2 separate regions of the Macaca mulatta genome follow, and region 2 is linked to region 1. Evidence: chromatin contacts called from public Hi-C data. All regions are on one chromosome and are shown on one strand. Each heading gives the region's core, a stretch centred on a gene start, on an enhancer-like site or on the middle of the called end of the contact. The rest is flanking DNA. Distances are from core to core; before and after follow the strand shown.

What was found. A called contact is a pair of places that touch in the nucleus more often than the background predicts.
Region 2: a Hi-C map of liver shows a contact between it and region 1, with 2.7 times the contacts expected there. The contact joins the promoter of FRAT2 here to the promoter of ARHGAP19 in region 1. A contact is called at or near these places in 4 of 14 Hi-C or Micro-C datasets (CD4 T cells, cortical neurons, fetal cortex germinal zone and 1 more).

The regions. Positions count from the first base shown.
Region 1 is chr9:109,336,905-109,340,437 of T2T-MMU8v2.0, forward strand. It overlaps ARHGAP19 (Rho GTPase activating protein 19), which reads right to left and starts at 1,902. Exons shown (of 12, transcript NM_001266583.1): 1 at 1,828-1,902. The coding sequence starts at 1,883.
Region 2 is chr9:109,379,906-109,383,438 of T2T-MMU8v2.0, forward strand. It overlaps FRAT2 (FRAT regulator of WNT signaling pathway 2), which reads right to left and starts at 1,658. Exons shown (of 1, transcript XM_028826724.2): 1 at 1-1,658. The coding sequence starts at 1,506. The coding sequence ends at 805.

The DNA.
Region 1 (3,533 bases), core at 652-3,151:
AGAAAGAAAGAAAGAAAGAAAGAAAGAAAGAAAGAAAGAAAGAAAAGAAAAGAAATTCAAACTACTCTTGCTATGGAATAGTATTTTATTTGTCCTCACATTTTCACCAAAATTTAGAATTTTTTAAAGAACTGGATGAAAGATGATCTAATCAAATGTATCAATCACCTCTACAGTTCCCGGGCAAAACAAAAATGATCAACCATTTATAGGCAGCTTCAAGAGTGGAAAACTCGGCCGAGCGCGGTGGCTCAAGCCTGTAATCCCAGCACTTTGGGAGGCCGAGACGGGTGGATCACGAGGTCAGGAGATCGAGACTATCCTGGCTAACACGGTGAAACCCCGTCTCTACTAAAAAATACAAAAAACTAGCCGGGCGAGGTGGCGGGCGCCTGTAGTTCCAGCTACTCGGGAGGCTGAGGCAGGAGAATGGCGTGAACCCGGGAGGCGGAGCTTGCAGTGAGCTGAGATCCAGCCACTGCACTCCAGCCTGGGCGACAGAGCGAGACTCCGTCTCAAAAAAAAAAAAAAAAAAAGAGTGGAAAACTCTTGCGTATCATATTTTATTTTATTTTTATTTATTTATTTATTTTGAGACGAAGTCTTGCTCTGTCATCCAGGGTGGAATGCAATGGCACGATCTCGGCTCACTGCAACCTCCGCCTCAGCCTCGAGACTAGCCGGGACTATGGGCACCCACCACCACGCCCAGCTAATTATTGTATTTTTAGTAGAGACGGGGTTTCATCATGTTGGCCAGGCTGGTCTCGAACTCCTGACCTCAGGTGATCTGCTCGCCTCGGCCTCCCAAAGTGCTGGGATTACACGCGTGAGCCACCAAACCCGGCCCCGTATCATATTTTAAACAACACACTCAACCACGCTCATCTGGGCTCAGGAAGAAGTCGGGTCACAAAGTCATTAGTTTCCCAAGATTCTTGGAATCTCCTATTCGGTACAAATGGAACCAAAAGACACCAAACCGAAGTATTTTACTGAGTTACGCTGGAGCAAGGTAAATAAACTCAATCTATTGAATTATACCAAAAACAAAATTGCAACCAATTAAGACAACTTAGGTCTCAAGGCTAAGGCAACACCACCTCGAAATTCTCTCCTGGAAACGCTAAATCTCGGAGTGGCTGTTTAGGAAAGAACACCCTGTGGAAATAAAGTCATGATGCCCTGGACTACAGATCCGTCTCACATCTGCTCCTTAGTTGTTCAACTAGGAAGAAGAAAATCTATCGCGTAGAGTTGTCATTATAGGCTAAGCTCAATGCTAGCTTTAAATAGATTGTCTTATTCAATCTTGACTCTTGGAAATAGGCATCCTCATGTCCCTTTGCAGATGAAGAAACTGAAGTCGAGACCAGGTTTAAAAACTGGCCCAAGGACTCAACACCATTTCCAATTGACACTCAAATCCTTGCTCGGACCTGAATGCACTAAGTGCCTTGGGGAAGTTGTGAAAAGCTGTGTGTTACGGTGAGGAATTCGCTAAACAGCCCTAGTCTTCCGTTTCCTCGCCATCAAGAGGAGTCTCGGCGCCAAGGCGATCAGCGCTGCCACCCCAGCTGGACGTCCGCAGCCAGCGCAGCGGGCGGAGCCCTCTCGGGCAGCGGCAGGACGGAGTGGGAGACTTGGCTGGAGCCCAGCGCCGAGGCCCGACCCCCGCGCCTCAGCCCCTGCAGGCGCGACGGCGAGAAACGCCATGGGAGAAAGAAACAAAGCCCGAACCGTGCGTCACCGTGACCCAAGGCAAAGGCGGCAGGACTAACAGCCCAAGGCCGCGTTTCCCAGGAAACTGGACCAAACTCAGCTCACCTCCGGCCGGATTCGCAAGCTGGTACCTCCCCTTCACTCTGTGCCTCAGTCGCCATCTTCGTCAGCAAACTTCTGTCACCGCCCCACCTAGGTCCCGCCCCCACATATTTGGATTGGCTAATATGTTTTCACCTCTTCCGTGCGATTGGATGACTCGACCGCCCCTCCTCAACCTGAACCGTTTAATGTGTTATTGGTCTATTCAAATGGCTAACCGTCATTGGTCGTTCCCAGCTCTGGCGGAAAAAAAAGGGAGGGGCGCGGAAGACTACCCAGCCCCGAGGCCTGCCGGGAGTTGTAGTTTCTCATTTTGATGAACCCTCCGATTCCACAGACTTTTAGGTTCAAGTCAGAAATCATCAGCCTATGCTCAAATTTTGCCCTGATATGTAAATCACGGAATTATAGAACTGTCAACTTTGAAAGTGACTCATCACGTTCTAAAATGCAAGACTCTGTACCCTGTATCTCAGCATCACACAGTATACACAATAACAAACCTACTCATGTACCCCCTAAATTTAAAATAAAAGTCGAAAATAAATAATTTTTTACAATTTTTTTTTATTTTTTTTTTTCCGTTGAGACAGGGTTTCACCATGTTGCTCAGGCTGGTCTCGAACTCCTGAGCTCAAGCAATCCTCCCACCTCAGCCTCCCAAAGTGCTGGGATTACAGGCATGAGCCACCGCACCTGGCCATAAATTAATTAATTAATTAATTTAATTTAATTTAATGCAAGACTTATTCTCTGTCTTGACCCGGAGAGAAATCCCTCAAGCACAGGCAGGGAGTGGCAACCTAGAAGTACTTGCTTTTAAACGTATAGTTCAAAGCCTTCTTTCTTCAGATACTCAGCATAGCCCCAGCCATAGGTCATTTCTTTCTTCCTTTCTTTCTTTCCTTTTTTTTTTTTTTTTTTTTTTTTTTTTTTTTTTTTGAGACAGGGTCTCCCTCTGTCTCCCAGGCTGGATCGCAGTTCAATATTGCAGCATACTACCACACAGGGCAAATTTTTGTACTTTTTGTAGAGATGGGGTTTCACTCTGTTGGCCAGGCTGGAGTTGATCATTTCTGCTTCAATACACCCACTCCCTTCCAGCTTCCCAGAGAACCCACAGAGTTTGCCTCTGTGATATGAACCATGGAACCAAAAGCTGCATGACTTTGTCCCAAACTAAACTTTAATCCTCAATGGTAGGAATAACCATAATTATCCTTGTCCTCCCTGCAGCACACACTTCTCCTAGGGATTAATTGAGGCAACATATGTGAGAACATTGTAAATTTTGAGCATTGTTGGTTTTTATTTTTTTCCCATATTGTTTTCCTATGCTGGACTTTTGTAGGAAATTTCTGTATTGATCCTTCTGATATCCTGCCACCTGGGGCTCTCCCTGCACTCTGCCTCCTTTTTACTAAACTGTACTGCACATGCTTCACTTTCTCAACTGTCTCAGGGCCTTTGTACGTGTTGCTTTTTCTGGCTAGACCATTTTTCCACTTTTTTGGCTTTCAGGTCAAAACTTAAATGTCACTGACTCAAAGACCTCCCATGACGCCCATTGTATAAATCAATTCCCTCAGTAAACTTTCACAAAGAACTCTGTACTGTTCTTTCACAGTTCACATCACAACTCACAATTACATAGTAGTTTGTGTGACTATTTTTTTCATGTGAGGGTTCCCAGCTAAGCTTCCTGCCAC
Region 2 (3,533 bases), core at 408-2,907, 43 kb after region 1:
CATCTCCCACGTTCACCAGCCACGGAATCGGTGGGAGAAAGGGGCAATGCCAACCCACCCACCACCAAACTTTTACATTCTTCTCCCCTCTGGAATTTCTTTGCACAGCAATTGTAGCACCACTTTCACTAAGTTCCTCCACAGGAAAATAACAAGAAAATGTGGCCGGGCGCGGTGGCTCAAGCCTGTAATCCCAGCACTTTGGGAGGCCGAGACGGGCGGATCACGAGGTCAGGAGATCGAGACCATCCTGGCTAACACGGTGAAACCCCGTCTCTACTAAAAAATACAAAACCCGGGAGGTGGGGCTTGCGGTGAGCTGAGATCCGGCCTGGGCGACACAGCGAAACTCCGTCTCAAAAAAAAAAAAAAAAAAAAAGAAAATGTATGCGTGTCGTTAGTTTTCAAGTATTGTTATAAAGCCATCGCGATTCCTGCCCCTGAGCCCTCTTTAAACAATCCAAGCTCACGACGCCCCCAAGGGCTAAGTGAGGTACAAGTCGATGCAAGTAGCTGCCATGGTTCTCCCAGTTTATCCCAGGTCCTTGGGCTTGGATGGCCCGGGAAATTCTCATGCCCCACGGACGCACCCTGGCGCACGCATTTCTCCACGCTTAAATTTTCTCCGACGGCCTCGCCGCAGCTGGTAACTTCTCGCGGCTTGAGATCTCTCCCCACGCGCCTCCCCGCAGCCAAAGTGGTCGCTCCCAGGCTGGCGACGTCGGTTTCAGCTCATAGTTAGTAGGAACTGGACGCTGTTGGGTCTACGCAACGGCCTCCACTTTCTCCTCCAGGAGGCCTGGGTCAGAGCAAGGAGCCTGAGGGCTGCAGGGCAATGGGGTCGGGTCCGCTGCAGCCTCCCCCGGGCCCAGGGGCGCTTGCGGGGCCCGTGGCTGCAACCGCGGCGACGGCTCGTTGGAGCCTCCGCACGGCTTCCTTGATGAGGTTTCCCGAGAGCACCAGCTGCTGCAGGAGCCGATGCGGGTCGTCGTCGCCGGAGCGTGCCCCGGCTTGGGTCCATCGTCGCTGCTGCAGGCGGCGGGAGGTGACCGCGTCCCTGAGCCATCCTCGCCGGCACGGCCCCGGCAGCGCGCTGGGGCCTGCGGCGAGCTCGGCCACGCAGTAGGGAGCGGCGCGTCCCCGCACGCGGCCGCGGTCCCCCAGGGCGCAGCGCAGGGCCCCAGGGGGCGCCGGGCCCACCGTTTCAGCCGATGCAGGCGGCAGGAGTAGCGGTACCGCCGGGGGCCGGGCCTTGTCCGCCGGCACCGCCGCAGCCAGGGACCCCGGGGCCCGCAGCGGCGCCCCCGGGGGCGCGCACGGCGAGGCCGGGCTGTCCTGCGCCGCGTCCAGCTGCAGCGTCTCGCCGATCTGGGCCACCAGCCGGTCCACCTCGCCCGAGCTGCCCAGCGTCACCGACTGCTGCAGCAGGAGGAAGCTGTCCTCCTCCTCTTCCTCCCCCTCCGCCTCCTCGCCGGCTTCCTCTTCCTCCTCCCTCCGGCACGGCATGGCCCCCAGTCCTGACACCCGGAGCTGTGCGGGCGTCGCTGGGGGCTTGGTTGCCCGCGGGCGCGGGGCTGCGGGAGAAGCCGGGGCAGGGGCGGACGCGGAAGCCGGAGCCCGCCAGGAACTCGAGCCGCGCGACTGCCGCCGCGGGAGCCGGAATCCTGCCGGCTCTGGCTGATTTGTAAACAATGGGTGACGTCGCGCCGGGCCCTACCACCGCGCCGGGGCGGGGGTGACGCGCTAGCAGGCGCGGGGGCGCGGGGCGGCTCGGGCGGCGGCCAGAGCCGTCCCGCGTCTGTGTTCGTTGTCCCTCCAGGAGGGGGTCCGGGGCGTGGGGACTGATTTCCGATCGCCCGGGCCCGACAAGCGGTGCAGGAACGTGGCGCTTCGGAGGAGGCAGGGGTTGGTTTCTCCCACGCAGGGACACACCCACACCCACTCCGGGCCCGCCTCCTGGGCCGCGGCCTCCCTCCCCACGTGTCGGCCGCGCCTAGGGCCTCCCGGCTCCCGCCCCGCGCACCCGCAGTTCCCGGCCCCTGGCGTGGGGGAGGGGTGGGCCGCCGAGGATCCGGCTTCGAGAAGGCGGAGCGGGGAAAGACGGAGGGAATTGGGAGTGAAGAGGCTGCGCCTTACTTATTTACTTATTTATTATTTAGAAAGGGTCTCTGCCGCCCAGGCTGAAGTATAGCGGCGCGAACACGGCTTACTGCAGCCTCGAACTCTGGCTTAATCGATCCTCCCACTTTAAGCCTCCCGAGCAGCTGGGACCACAGGCGCGGCCACCACGCCTGGCTAATTAAAAAAAGTTTTTCTTTTTGTAGAGACGGGGGGGGGGGTCTCACTATTGTTGCCCAGGCTGGTCTCGAACTCTTGGGCTCAAGGAGTCCTCGCTCCTCGGCCTGCGAAAGTGGGGTTACTGGCGTGAGGCGTCGCGCCCGGCCTAAGAGGGGACGCTTTGAAGCAGAGCAGAGTCGCTCTGACGTGAGGTCCCAGAAGCTTTCCCTCCCTCTGTCTTCAAGCCCCGGGCATATCATGAGAATAGGACTCACCGCTGCTCCGCTAAAGAGTTGATTTTGTCTTTTATTTATTTCTTTTTTTAAGGTTCAAATAGAAATATAGAGGATTGGCCAGGAGCGGTGGGTGGCTCATGCCGCTAATCCCAACACTTTGGGAGGCCGAGGCGGGCGGATCACCTGAGGTCAGGAGTTCGAGACCAGTCTGGCCAACATGGTGAAACCCCGTCTCTGCTAAAAATACAAAAATTAGCCGGGCGTGGTGGTAGGCGCCTGTAATCTCAGCTACTCGGGAGGCAGAGGCAGGAGAATGGTTTGAACCCGGGAGGCGGAGGTTTGAGCCAAGATCACACCACTGCACTCCAGCCTGGGTAACAGAGCGAGACTCCCTCTCAAAAAAAAGAAAAAGAAAAATATAGGGGATGGAAAAAATCTCTCATACCACTCAAACATGGTTCACATTTAAATTTTTTTCCTTTTTAGCCTTTGTTCTGTGAAAGTGTACTATACAAACACACGCATACAATGTTATACACTTTTCCACTTTGCCTTACATCATAAGCGTTTTTCATGTTGTTGCATGCACTTTGAAAACATTTTAATGATTACGTAAGTTTCCATCAAGTGCCTGTGCTTTTAACATTTGCCTAATTTCACCATCGTTAAGTGCGTGACTAACATTTTTGTGCATAACACTTTATTGATGATTCTTTCCTTAGAGCATATTCCCAGGAGTGGAATTTTAAGTCACAGGAGTTGGGTATTTTAAGGTTTACTGATAAATGTTCAGGAAATCTCTTTCCAAGAGTTAGGTAAATGTACTCTACCATCATTAATGTTTGAGCATATGTCCTTACACCTTCACTAGTATTTGAGTATTATCATTGAATTTTTTTTTTTTTTTGCAGATTATATAGGGAAATTTTCTCCCTTCAGTTTGCATATCTTTGATTTCAGTTAGGTGAGAGTGGTTTTCTAAATGTTTGTTAACAAACTGTACTTCCTTTCTTATGAATT